Linked DNA regions of Zea mays: region 1 is linked to region 2. A link is a contact called in public Hi-C data. All regions are on one chromosome and are shown on one strand. The core of a region is the stretch at or near the end of the contact, and the rest is flanking DNA. Distances in the headings are between cores, read along the strand shown. Region 1 holds the start of LOC100382022 (Putative pentatricopeptide repeat-containing protein). Region 2 holds the start of LOC100501573.

Region 1 (6,777 bases), core at 970-3,469, 160 kb after region 2:
CGGACTGTCCGGCTTGTCAGGTAGGAAACCTAAGCCCTGCTCTAGGTCGCAGAACGTCCGACCCCTTCCGCGGACCGTCCGTGCTTGTGCAGAGAGCACCGCTGCCGGTTCTCATCGTAGTGTTTGGCGCTCGGATCGGCGTCAACGGTATGTCCATGCCACGATCCTTATACCACGATCCTTATACGGAACCTGAGCATCGTAGCCAGCCACTCTCGTCTGTGCAAACGGATGCAGGATGAACCAATAATTCATTCCATGTTCACCATTGTGATGAGCTCTTCGAAGATTGTTTGTGACCATTGAGTAGGTGTGAAAAAGGGAGCTTGCAGAATCTGTCGGGAAACCCCATGCCAAACCACAATACAATGCCATGGCACCATGTTGCAGGGGCGGCGTCGCGACCAGCGCCGGGTTGCTACCGCCGAAGCCCGGACCAAATGACAATGAATTGTAATGTCCTGATTTCTTGAATATAAACGGCACATAGGCAAAGTATCAGCAGCTTTCTCCGTTTACATCCCTGCGAGCACGCAAATGAGCTCGACAGATTCTTCTTCGTTTGGTTTCTGCGCCATCTGGTCGGCTAGCAGCCGGAGCACCTCCCAGATCTCGAAGCGCCGCGGGTGCGCTTGGTCGTCGGCGACGAACGAGCTCACCTCGCCGTCCACCTCTAACGCGCTATACGCGGGGAGCTTCTTGATCCCCCGGCCGCCGATCAGCTTCCGCACCCGACGCGCGTCATCCTTGCGGTTGGCGTCGAGGTAGATGTTGGACAGCTGCACGTACACGCCCTCATCGGCGGAGCCACCTAGCCTCTCGAGCTCGCGCGCCGCCACCTCCGCCAGCTCGACGTTGCCGTGGCTCCGGCAGCCGGCGAGCACGGATCCCCACACGGACGCGAGCGGGGCCATCGGCATGATCTTGACGAGCCCCACCGCGTCCTCCAGCCGCCCGACCCGGCAGAGCATGTCGACCGCGCAGCTGTAGTGCTCGTGCCCGGGCACGACGCCGTACCGGGGCCGCATCTCCCCAAGAAGCCGCAGCCCTTCCTCGACGTCCCCGGCGTGCGCGCACGCGGACAGCGCCCCGAGCACCGCCACGCCGTCGGGCCGCACCCCGTCCTCCCGCGCCATCCTCTCCAGGCACGCGACAGCTTCCGCTGCCATCCCGTGCACCGCGAGCGCGCCTACCATGGTCGCCCATACGTACGCGTTCCGCTCGGGCATGCCGTCGAACACCCGCACGGCCTCCTCCAGGCACCCGCACTTGGCGTACATGCCGATGAGCGCGGACCCGAGGAAGGCGTCGGCGAGGAGCCCCGGCGCGGCGCGCTCCACGTAACGATGCACCCACGCGCCGAGGTCCAGCGCCCCCGCCTGCGCGCACGCCGCCACGGCCGTCGTCAGCACGACCGCGTCCGGGGTCACCCCGTCGTCGTCGAGCATGGTCCGGAACACCGAGAGACCCTCGGCGGGCGCCCCCGCGCGCGCGTACGAGCCGATGAGCAGGTCGTAGTGGATCGCCTCCCGCCGCGGCAGCTCGTCGAACACCCTCCGCGCGAGGTCCGGGCGGGGCGAGTACAGCTGGAGCAGCGCCGTAGTGACGTAGTGGTCGGCCGGGAACAGCGCGTTCCTGACGAGCAGCGCGTGGAGCTGCGGCCCAGGTGCGGTCCCGGCGGCGGCGGAGGAGGACGGGTTGGCGTCGAGCGCGGCGGCGGCGGAGAGCGCGAAAGGGAAGGAGAGGTGGTCCGGAGCGGGGAGCGCCGGGGGCGTGGCGGGAGAGAGCATGAGGCGGAGGAGGCGGAGCGCGAGGCGCGGGTGGGCCGGGCGCGCGGCGCGGCGGGAGAGCGCGTGGAGCAGCGAGTTGAGCGCGAGCAGAGCGAGGTCCGGGTGGCGCGGGAGCAGGCCGGCGGTGACGAGGAGGGCTTGGATGGGGAGGAGCGGTGCGGTTGGGGAGGCGGCAGAGGGGAGGAGGCGGGAGGCGAGTAGGGAGTGGCAGAATGCGAAGGTGGGTTTGGGGATGTACGGGCGCATGCTTGCCTGCTTGCTTTGATCGCGCGCCGCTGACGCTGGGTCGCAGGTGCACCGATTCTCATGTTGCCGAGGTGACTGACTCCATGGACGGCAGACTCACGGTCGCAGGGGGCTGCGGCTGCTCGGCAGTCGGCATCGACGGCGGAGATCGGCAGCTCGCAGCCGCAAAACGCACGGCTGCTCGTGGCGGCTGGAGCAGAGGACGTAGAGGAGATGGGTCTTTTTTTTGTTCAAAAGGTCAGAACTTACTGGGCTGGATGGCAGTGGCTTTATTGATTTGGGCCTTTCAGCCGGTGGCAGGATTTGTTCCGAAGTTTTTTGGGCTAAATATTCGGCCTACGTCTGGCCCTTAGAGCTTTTCTTAAAAAGCTATTGTCAGACTTGCTTTAAATTCTGAGGAACCAATAGTGATTTTGAAATTAGTTTGGTGAACTCAGAAAGCTAAAAACCAACGAAACCAGTTTTTTTTTCTTTATATAGAAACTCAACTTTTAGAATCTTTTTAACTTGATGGAAGCTAAACAAAAAAAAACATGTTTGTTCAAATAAATAGAGGCTAAGTCTAACTATTAGTTAAGGGGAAGGTACTGTCCGACTAATTATTAGTTGGACCTCTAAATAACAATTATCACATAATATTAACTATTAGCTACTAGCTAGGCCAACAATCTAATAATATCAATTAGATGTCTATCTAATATTTGTTATGTACCTAGCTAACTACTATCATCTAATGGGTATAAAAAGAATTTAGTTGTAAGGACCAAATTATACATTTGCGATGATTGGACATGCGTCGCTCCCACCCTCGTGCTGGAAAATAAGGCTGTCTCCAACCATTTTTCCTCCTAAATCCCTCCATTCGTACTTTCTATTCATATTTAAATACCTCTCCCTCAATATCCTTCCCCCTATTTCTCCTCCTCTCTAGCCATTCTCTCTATTCAGCTCCCTCTTACCCTTTAAATGAAATATTTGTCTTTTATACATCCGTTTTTAGAGTTTTAGAAAACACTAGCATATTTGTAGTATCGTAATACACATTATTATCAATTAATTAAACTTGAAATAAATTAATTTCACGGTTAAAAGCGTTGATTAACGAAAGGGGGATTAGATCTCCCTCTTCCACAACAAGCGCAGGCATGGTCACCCTCGCGACTCATGAGGGGGCTTCGAGGGACGGCGTTGGACACCACTTCACCATATTCGTACACGCACATGAGAGGGGGTGGTGTTTAGTGCATTGTTGGAGATTGGAGTCAGCCTAACCCCGAGTGCCCCCTTCCCGCCTCGCGCCATAAAAGCTGGAAGTTGCTCCCACCCTCATGCGCCGGAAAATAACACAAAAAAGACGCATATGCATGGGCAACAAGATTTCAACCTACACCACTTGAATCAAAAGGAGACATCATCAACCACAACACCAAAAGTCTAGATGTGTTGTACGAAGGAGAGATGATATATATATATGGTGTGTTTGTTTTGGCTTTTGGTTCTGGCTTTTGCCCCATAAAAGCCAAAAGTCAAACCAAAGGGATGGATCCAGGAAACAACTTTTTCTAAATGCCGGCTTTTCGTAGTGCAAAACTGAAAGCACCCATATACCTTCTTTTAGTGGCTTTTAGATGGAATTGTGAAAACATATATCGAAGAACTTTTAACGGCTGTTAGTGGTTTACACCAAACGGTTTTAGCTTTTTAACAGCTGACAGCCCGTAACAGCTTTTTTCGCAGCTCACAGACCATAACAGGTTTTTTCACAGCCACAGCCTAACCAAACAGACCCATAATGTGAAATTATAACAATGTTTGAATAAAAATCTCGTTTAAGCAAAGTCTATATATAATATATGGAAACCGTATTAATGCACAACCATTTATTTATAAAAAAACTTTTTTTATTGTTATTGTTATCTATGTCACACCTTCTCTTTCCTAATCTTTCTCACAAAACAGTCATCCCGCAAGAAATGGAAGGTGGATTGTCCGTAAACTTATGAACAGACTAATTTTTACATGTTTTTTTTAAAAAAGGACTAGCTTATTTTATATGTTTGCGGTAACCCGACTTGCTCACATAATATCTATATCTATCTACTCCTTAAAAGTACGAGTTTCCACCATCGTGTCTCACATGCGAACGTGTAGGTCTGTTTTTCTTCCCCACGTCTTACCCTAAACAACCAGATAACCTTCCATTCGAATAAGAAGAACAAAAATACGATAATTTCTATGTATATTATTGGATAAGTTAGCACCACCGTTTCTTTAAAAGCATTCCCCTCAGCTCCTCCGCCTCCCGTCTCGTCCTCTGCCCTTCCCACAGATGTCAGTGTTTACCTCGCCCTCGAGGGACTTCCACAGCGTCATGCTCGCGCTACCAGGACAAAGGAGCATCAACTTCGCCGCCGCGTAGGGTTTATTCGGTTGGGTCTGGATTAAAGAGAATTGAGGAATTCAATACCCTTCTATTTAATTTTGACTAGAAATAAATTTAAATCCCTTTTAATCCTTTTTGATCCAGACGTAACCAAACAAGTCCTAGGCGGGCGTTGTGCATTGATGGACGCGTATGGTTTCCTGGCGGCGGCTTGTGTCGAGCTGTGAATAGGATGTGTTCTTTGCTCGGTGTTTGTTGTTCAGTTTATGTCTCTCCCGGCTCCTCCTACTGTATTTGGCTCACAAGTGGTTCGGCCCGAACGAGCTATATTATTGTACTAGTAAATTGTTCGCGCCCCGCCGCGAGTCTTTGATAGATGTGTTTGTACAGTCAAAATAGCGTTGCTTTACACATAATGGACCATTAATATATATGGATACATACATATAAGAGTGGCAGAATTATATGTACAGAAAATTGTTTGTAGTAGTAGAATAATTCGGTCTGCAAATGTAACAACAATAGTCTATTGTGCGTCCTCGTGCGAGGGCAATTCACATGGTAAACACGTGCATAAAAATTATAAGTTCAATCTTTGCATAGAAACCAGCCTGTTCATTTGGCTTTAATTCATATCGACTTTTACTGCCTTCTACAATATTGTCTCTATGGATTGCAGCTGCATTAGTCCAAACAACCGGCTTTAATCTGAAGCGAACAACCCAGGCAAAGGATTTTAATGTAGATATGTGACACACACAAACTGGAATATCTGAGTTTGTTTATATGGGGCAGAACATATCTATTGTGCATATTTTTCAACTCATGGCCTTCTCTGTATGTGGTAATCATAGAGGATTTTTCGGATCATACACACATATCTGAATTTCGCACTGAAGTGGGGTCTATTTTGAAATTCTGAAACCTTGGAACCAACAATACTCATACATTTAAGCAAATTTAAGTTCATTTCGAAAGGAAAACAACTCATAGTAGTGCAAAATAGAGAAAACAAAAACTTCACTCCTACCCAAGGGAAAGAAACTTTGTTATCACTCTATTCCTATGCTGGCTCAGATTACTCTACTTTTCCCCCTCCATTCCAAACATCTTTGCTATCACTCTATTCCTATACTTTTTACTATTATCTTATCTCAGTTTTTTTTTCTATTCCTCTATTTTGCATTCATTTTTTTCCAAACAACTGCAGTTGCTTTTATAGTATAGGGTGATCACTTTAGCTGGCATGTAAAATAGAGGAGCCATTAGCATCATAATGGAAATATAACGATCAACTGGAGTAAGAAAGCAAAGTCAGAGGAGGAAGCAGTAAATAACATGGGGCTAGTCAAAAAATGGTGCCGATCATGAACATATAAAGTAAATTGGTAATAAATCTCAGTTATGTATTGTTGGATTACGCCTAAGAATGGGTCAAGAAGATCTCTGGTTTAGTAGCACGGGGGAGGAGAGGATAAGGTAAAGTGTTTTTTTTAAAATAAACTGCTTGTGTTCTAAATAAAAAAGGCGATTTAAAAATCACCTTGATCTATTTCAAAGAACTGAAAGAAGAATACATGTGGCTTAGCGCTAAGACATTTAGGCATCTCCATATTTAAATGGATCTAGTTAATCAGATGAATGCTAAAGTTTGCTAAGGAATTATACAAAAACATAAGGAGAGTTGATACACTATTGTTTGCTGTAAGTTCTACCGTCAGAGTTCCACATTTTTTTCAGAATCAATATACATAAACAATTAGAATCATCGTTTGACTTAGCTCCATAATTTCGCAGATGTGAATAATAAAAACTATTTTTGTCGTTCCATCCACTCCAAAGTATGATTTCGAGGCAGTAAAGAGAACGACAAACATTTACTACCAATTACTGACATCTGTGATGAAAAATAAATACAACTAAGTAACTGGAACTTACTTCTCGTGCTATCTCCACTGAACTTCCAATTTCCTTTTTGTGAGATGCTGTTAGCGCCTCTTGCTAAGATGCACCTAAAAAAGTACTTCGTATCACGCCTCTACTTAGGATCAAACAATATCTCATGCTGATTAAAAAGAAACTTCACCTCAAATATTGTATTTATTTCTATATATTTATTTTCAGATTGCTACAACTGTGTGTTTGGTCGTCGGCAAAGCGAGCCAGTCGCCCTTGATGTGAAGGGAGGAGAGAGAAGGCAGCAGGGTGAGCTGGAGCCGTGGAGGAGCTGAAGTCACAGTGCAGTTGTAGCTTTGTGGCCACCGGATATGCTATTCAACAGGAGCACTGGAAAGTGGGCACGGAGAACTGTGATGGGGACAGGAGCGTGCCGGCGAGCCCCCTCCCCTGTAGCGAGAC
Region 2 (6,858 bases), core at 567-3,066:
GCCTTCCTTGTTCATCCACCTCAAACTTATAAAAAAAGGCTGAATTCACTTCTTTCTTTCGCTCAAGTTGAGCCACAAACATCTGTGCATCCGCATCCTTGATTTTTGACCTAAGGTCACGGTAATAGTTTTGAAGGTCCCTCAGTGTGCAACCAACATTCTCAAAACCCCCATCACTGACATGAAGTAATCTATATGCAAGGGACGTGCCAATGCTAGCTTTATGGCAATTGAATAAAGTATTCTTTGCCCTCTCGGAAACATGACGGTTTGATCTAAGAAAATGCCGATGAGGGGGTGATACAAGACCATGGTTGTGCTGGTCGACCATCCTAGTAATCTTGAACCTTTTGTCTTTACCAAGGCTAACATAAATATGTGTGTCACAACCACACCTTTTTTCACTCACTTTATGAGTCTTCTTTCTCTTTTTCTCTGAGGGGTCGATAACTTTTTCATCTTTTGGTACATTGTATCCTTCTCTTGCACAATAATAATACTTGCCTACTATCTCTGAATCCTTCTTCTTATGCTGCCCAACACGAACTGAGAAACCAACATCATGCGCATAGTCCTTGTAAAACTTCTCCACATCAGCAAGATTATCAAATATCATTCCCACCGTTGGCTTCAAATTTTCCTTAACATTGGAAGATGATTTTATCGGAGTTTCTGCAACGTTGCAATGAAGAAAAGCTCCATCAGATGGGCCACTGAGATCCACACCATTTGCAACCAACACACCCACGACGGCGCCATCCCCCTTCACGACAGTTGCTGACGCTTGGGCGACCACGAATTGGCTAGCCTCTTCCACCATTTTACCCACTTATAAAACAATTAAACCTGACGCATGAACCTCTTCTTCAACCTCAGACCAGGACCACCGATAGGGTGGTGCGGTGGACTCGGAGGCGCGGGTCAGACGCGTCGAAGATGGAGGGCGTCACGTCGCGGGTCTGCCGAGGCTGGCGCGCGTTGGCGCCGGTCGGCCCGTGCTAGGGCGTCACGCCTCAGCTGAGCACAAAGGGCGTCGTGGACTCGTGGGTAACTATAGGTCAGAGCGCGGCAACGCAGGTCGGCCAATGATGGAGGCGCGACGCAGATCGGCCAGCCTGGCGCAACGTCGGATGACGTACGCGACAAGCGATCGGGAGGGAGGGTGCGGGAGCCCTGAAGCTTTTGAAGGAAGGAACGGTCGGCAGGAGGACGCGAATCGTAACTAAGTTTCAGATGCGGGCGTCTTTTCGCAAATTTGCTTCGAGAAGTGACCGCAGCCACAGGATCAAGATCTAAAGGCACTCGTTCATAGTTTCCATGGTTTGCACGCTTTTTAGGTTTGCAACGGATACGTTGCCTATTAATAATATTCTTTTTTCTAAAAAAAGCCATAATCAAATTAAAGCTACAAAAAAGTCGTAGTCAATAAGCTGCATGCTTTCCACACATGACTCAGTCGTCTTGTGCGTGTCATGGTTCATGTGCCCACGACCTTGCACCACCCGAGTGGAAATCAATTTCTCTAATTTATTGGTTGCCAAATTGCTCATTTTATCCGGACACGAACGCCTAAAAGCCTTTCGAATACCACCTCTAAATTTGATTAAACATAAAAAAACGTTTGACAGAATTATTCGGTGAACGAGGCGGCGTCCATTCTGCGGCGCGGACGATTCATCGTCGCCAACATACTGTACAGAGATATTTCGATTTCTTCAATTTTTTTAATCAGAGAGAGGGAAGAACGAGAGCGACAGAAGCAGAGAGCGTGTCGATAAAAAGGCGTAAAAGCCATCGCCACTCTTTCCCCATCCCACGCTGCCCTCGGCGCTGCGCCTGGCCCCGGCACCTACCTCCCCCCTCCCCACCTCGCCGCCGGCGGGTGGAGTCGGGCTGGAGCAGCCGCTCTCCTCTGTTACCCCCTAACCCCCTATAAAGAAAAAGAAAAAAACAGAGAGAGAGCGAGCGACCGGCGGCTCGGCAGCCATGGGGCACGGCGTCAGCTGCGCCCGCACCGGTGACGAGCACGACTACTTCCGCGCGGCGCAGGTCGGGGACCTCGAGGCCCTGGAAGCGCTCCTCGACGCTGACCCCTCCCTTGCCCGCCGCGCCACGCTCTACGACCGCCTCTCCGCGCTCCACATCGCCGCCGCGAATGGCCGCCTCGAGGTCCCTCCGCCGCCGCCGCCTCTCTTCAGCTGCGCTCCTCATCCTCGGGACCTGAGCCAGCCGACCACCTCGCTCACCTCCCTCCGTCTCCTTCCTGCAGGTGCTGTCAATGGTCTTGGATCACGGGGTGCCGCCGGACGTGGTGAATCGGCACAAGCAGGTGCTGGATCCCGTCCCATCGACGCTTTTTTTTCTTTCTTTCTTCCTTTCTTTCCGCCCTTTGCCGCTCGCAAGGATCTCTCGTGGGCTACCAGCTTCAAAAATCTCACCTATTTTTTTTCTTACCCTCTTCAATCAAATCAACAAGGTAAAAAATCTCATCTCTCTACCGGCTTGCTATGCTTGTTTTTCTCTGTCCAGACGCCGCTGATGCTCGCGGCGATGCACGGCAAGACCGACTGCGTGCTGAAGCTCCTGCAGGCCGGCGCCAATGTGAGCGGAAATCTCCTCCTCCTCTTCTTCTTCCGAGCGAGTACGAGTGACCAGCTACAAACAACTAACCGCTTCGCTGTCCGATCTGTGCCTGCCAGATCCTCATGTTCGACTCCCAGCACGGGCGGACCTGCCTGCACCACGCGTCCTACTTCGGCCACGTCGGCTGCCTGCAGGCCATCCTCACGGCGGCGCGGACCACGCCGGTGGCCAACTCATGGTGAGCGTGATACCTTCACTTCACTTTCGGGCCCTACCTACCTCGCGTGCCCTGCCGTCCGTCCCCTCGCCCCCCCGGCGACGACTCACTCGCTGCTGTGCAAGCCTGGCAGGGGTTTCGCTCGGTTCGTCAACGTGAGAGACGACCACGGCGCCACGCCGCTCCACCTCGCCGCCAGGCAGGGCCGCCCCGGCTGCGTGCAGGCGCTGCTGGAGAACGGTGCCATCGTCTCCGCTTTGACCGGCTCATACGGGTACGGTAGTAAAGTCTCCTGCTCCTCTTGGCTGCAGCTGCTCACCTGTACTGTACGCCGCTGCAGGTTTCCTGGTAGCACGTCGCTGCACCTCGCCGCTCGCAGCGGGAGCCTGGATTGCACCCGGAAGCTGCTCGCCTGGGGAGCGGATCGTCTCCGGAGGGATTCAGCAGGGTGAGCACCACATCTCTGTCTCTGCAGATCTTATTTCAGTGTACTCTACTCTACATGCCAAAGATTACATGTGGTGGGTGTGGGTCTGAGAAAACACGCGAACAATATGGGTCCCACGTTGAGCAATCCGTCATCAACCACTCGATGGATGATGGATCGTATTCTTCCCCACTAGATCTCATGGCGAATGGGACGTGTGTTGGCAGGAGGATCCCTTACGCCGTGGCGCTGAAGCGCAACCACGAGGCGTGCGCGGCGCTGCTGAACCCGTCGGCGGCGGAGCCCATGGTGTGGCCGTCCCCGTTCAAGTTCATCAGCGAGCTGGAGCCGGAGGCCAAGGCGCTCCTTGAAGCGGCGCTGACGGAAGCCAACAGGGAGAGGGAGGAGAAGATCCTCAGGGGCACCAAGCACTCTCCGCATCCTCCCACCTGGGACCACGCGAGCGACGCCGCCGACGCCGACGCCATCGACGACGCGTCCTCAGATGTATGCTTTGTGACCGCTGACAAATGTGGGACCTGATGCATCATCGCCCATTTTGCGCTCACTTGACTGTTCACTCACAGGCCAGCGCCAGCGACGCGGAGCTGTGCTGCATCTGCTTCGACCAGGCGTGCACGATGGAGGTGCAGGACTGCGGGCACCAGATGTGCGCGCCGTGCACGCTCGCGCTGTGCTGCCACAGCAAGCCCGACCCGGTGACGCTAGCGCTGCCGTCGCCAGCCTGCCCGTTCTGCCGCGGCAGCATCTCGCGGCTGCTGCTGGTGGCCCGGGCAAGCAGCGACGACGCAGACACCGAGAAGTCGGCGGCAGCGGCTGCGGCAGCGGCTGCCTCCTCCCCGCAGCTCGTCCGGCGGCGGTCCCGGCGGTCGCACAACCTCAGCGACGGCGGCAGCAGCAGCTTCAAGGGGCTGTCGTCCGCCGTGGCCGGTTCCTTCTCCAAGATCGGGCGCGGGTCGAGCCGGACGATGGCCGACAGCGACGGCTGCGGCGTGGACAAGCCCGAGCACGACCCGTGATCGGCATTGGATCCTGCGCATGTGGAGCCGAGCGCGGGGCCATTTGCGGACATCCAATCGAATCCAAGCCAAGCGTGACTGCTTGCTGCGAAAATAACCGCATCCTTTTCTTCTTCTTCTCCCCATGTCCCTGTCTGTCAATCCTATTCTTGGGCGTGCCAGGATTTGTTCACCTGGCCATTGCCGTATTCCATTGTCACCGACCGGCTATAGTATATAGTACTAGATTCCATTTCCATTCCTTCGTGCCCACGCAGCTGTGGTATGGTTCCAATGGTTGAGCCGAGTTTGAGTCACAGACATGTAAAACACCATCGGTGGTGTGTGTGTGTAAAAGCTGTCGGCCTGGAGAGAGCTGTGGTGAACTGTGGCTCCGTTCATGGCATCGCAGTATCGCACAGTCGTGAACTGTATGTGGCTGCCAGTGACGGCGACGGAGCTGGCTTGCTGTAACGATGGCCTGCCACGGCCACGGGATGTGACCTCTTGCCACGGCGTGTGATGTTTGTTGCAACGATGCACTGCACTGGCACTGGCACTGCAGCGCAATGGATGATGGATTCAAGTCAGGTTCGGCCTGGCCGACCTGTCGCCTGCTGCCACTGCCATGGCGTCCGTCCCCAACCCTTGCGCTCCATACCCATAGGCAGGGCTCGGGAGATAGCGGGCACAGTGGTCCTCCTCGTCCCTGGTCCGGTGGTGAATCTGTCGCTCTTGCTCTGGGGCTCTGCGCCGCTGCCGCCTGCCGTGCCCGGAGGAAGGCCCTGCAACGTGCACCGCGGGGGCGCTCTAGCTGCTGCGGCCTCACCGTCTCCGGTTCACAGGCAGGACTCCGTGACCTCCCTGCCGGCCTGGAGGGGCCACGGCCGTCCGGCTGTGCTGTGGTGCCACCTGCCGAGGAGCGGCGGTCGTCACACTCTGCCAGAGAGGCGCTCAGAGCAGTGATTACTCTGTCTGCAGCAGGTCCGGTAAAACAAAGGATATGTACGGTAAAACAACTCGATTTGAAGTTTGAAAAGGGATGTGGAATTCGTTCTTGTTGCAGTTCACACACGCAGCCGAGTTTCGCGAAGACGACGACTGCAAGCAAGGGACCAAAAAAAAAAAAGGAAAACGCAGGGCGTACGTCGTCTGGTTTGACTAGCTAGGGGGGCAAGCGTTTTGTCATGGACGCGTTTCCAGTCCGAGATGGCGTGTCATTGACCAAGTGCCGCAGCTGCAGCGGCGGCCAGGCCAGCCCCCGTGTGGCCGGGAAGATATTTTGCCAGCCTGTGGTGGTTTATGCGCGGTAGTTGTACGCGCTCTAACTCTAGTCTAACCTAATCTGTCTAACTAATCAAAATATCTAGGCACACCGCACACTTGATCGTCTGATATAATACAAATGCCGCTGCCACCTCACAGTCACGGTACCGGTGTCTCTGTCAAGCTTCTAGCTAATCTGGTGGTTCAAGTTGTTAGTTAGAACCGGTGCTTTGGGTTAGAAAGGAAGAAGACCAATCTCGGCCCCAGTCTGCAGCTTTGACAGAGCCACAGTTTACCTGCAAAGACTAGTCTACAATAAAAACTCTTGATTCTTCCGAAATTCCACGAGCTGTTGGAGACTTTGTAGCCCCTGCTTGTGTGTATATACACACACAAATCCCCAGCCATTGACTCAGGTGGTGAAAACGAAACGAAAATGACGGTTTCACTTGGGAAGGAAATCAGAACAACGGTCCTGGCATAATTTTTTTTTTCAAAATAAAAAAAATAAACGGTCTTGGGCATGGGCATGCGTGCCTACAGGCCAGCTGCTGACCTGTTCAGGGTCACCCTGGTAGGCACCAGCTGCTCACCTGCCAGAAACATCATCGCCACGACATACACACACCGATACATCAAGCGTCTAATAGGTATACAAAGCGCAACACCAAATATGTAATCATATCTTATGTACAAGCGTGCAAGTGAGATACTTTATTTGTTAGATTATGATCCAACTATAGTTGACAGTTAACAATTAAACTCTTTCACCATAAGCTCATATAGATTTATAGATAACCCCCTAACAAACCACGATTATATCTACGGAGTAGGAACTTCGCTTGCTAGTAAGGTCTGATTGCATATTAGTTGTTTCCATGATACAGTTATTAGGGGTGAAAACGAAAAGGTAATTTTCGGATACCAGAAATCGTTTTCGCAGTTTTACCGAAATTTAGGTCTAAACGAAAACATGAACGGTTACCGAAAATACGGAAACGGAATCGGTAGAAAAAATCAAAGTCGGAAACGGTTTGGGCCTCTTCTGACTATTTTCGAAAATTAACATTTTTATTCGGTATTTTACTGTCGGTAATAAGTTATTTTTTCAGAAACATATTAAATATGAACTGACCTTTATAAATTCATCTTAGCTTAGAAAAATATGAAACTAATTTATTATTTTCTTAAAATCAAGATCTATCTAATGGTATATAGTTTAGAATCGTTTGAAACTTTTATAAATCTTATTTATGTTTTCTTACCTGTTATTATTGTTGATACATATATTCATAATTTGCACGAGAACTTAAGAAGGACCAACATGACACTAATTATATTGACTA

What was found. Hi-C and Micro-C count contacts between places; a contact is called where the count stands out from the background.
Region 1: a Hi-C map of leaf shows a contact between it and region 2, with 7 times the contacts expected there. The contact joins the promoter of LOC100382022 here to the promoter of LOC100501573 in region 2. A contact is called at or near these places in 13 of 25 Hi-C or Micro-C datasets (bundle sheath, ear, endosperm and 4 more).

Annotation. Positions count from the first base shown.
Region 1 is chr6:46,091,985-46,098,761 of Zm-B73-REFERENCE-NAM-5.0, forward strand. It overlaps LOC100382022 (Putative pentatricopeptide repeat-containing protein), which reads right to left and starts at 2,220. Exons shown (of 1, transcript NM_001174787.1): 1 at 443-2,220. The coding sequence starts at 2,036. The coding sequence ends at 516.
Region 2 is chr6:45,927,471-45,934,328 of Zm-B73-REFERENCE-NAM-5.0, forward strand. LOC100501573 reads left to right here and starts at 1,817. Exons shown (of 8, transcript NM_001196264.1): 1 at 1,817-2,169; 2 at 2,270-2,329; 3 at 2,530-2,601; 4 at 2,700-2,821; 5 at 2,934-3,074; 6 at 3,141-3,248; 7 at 3,455-3,734; 8 at 3,815-4,503. The coding sequence starts at 1,987. The coding sequence ends at 4,267.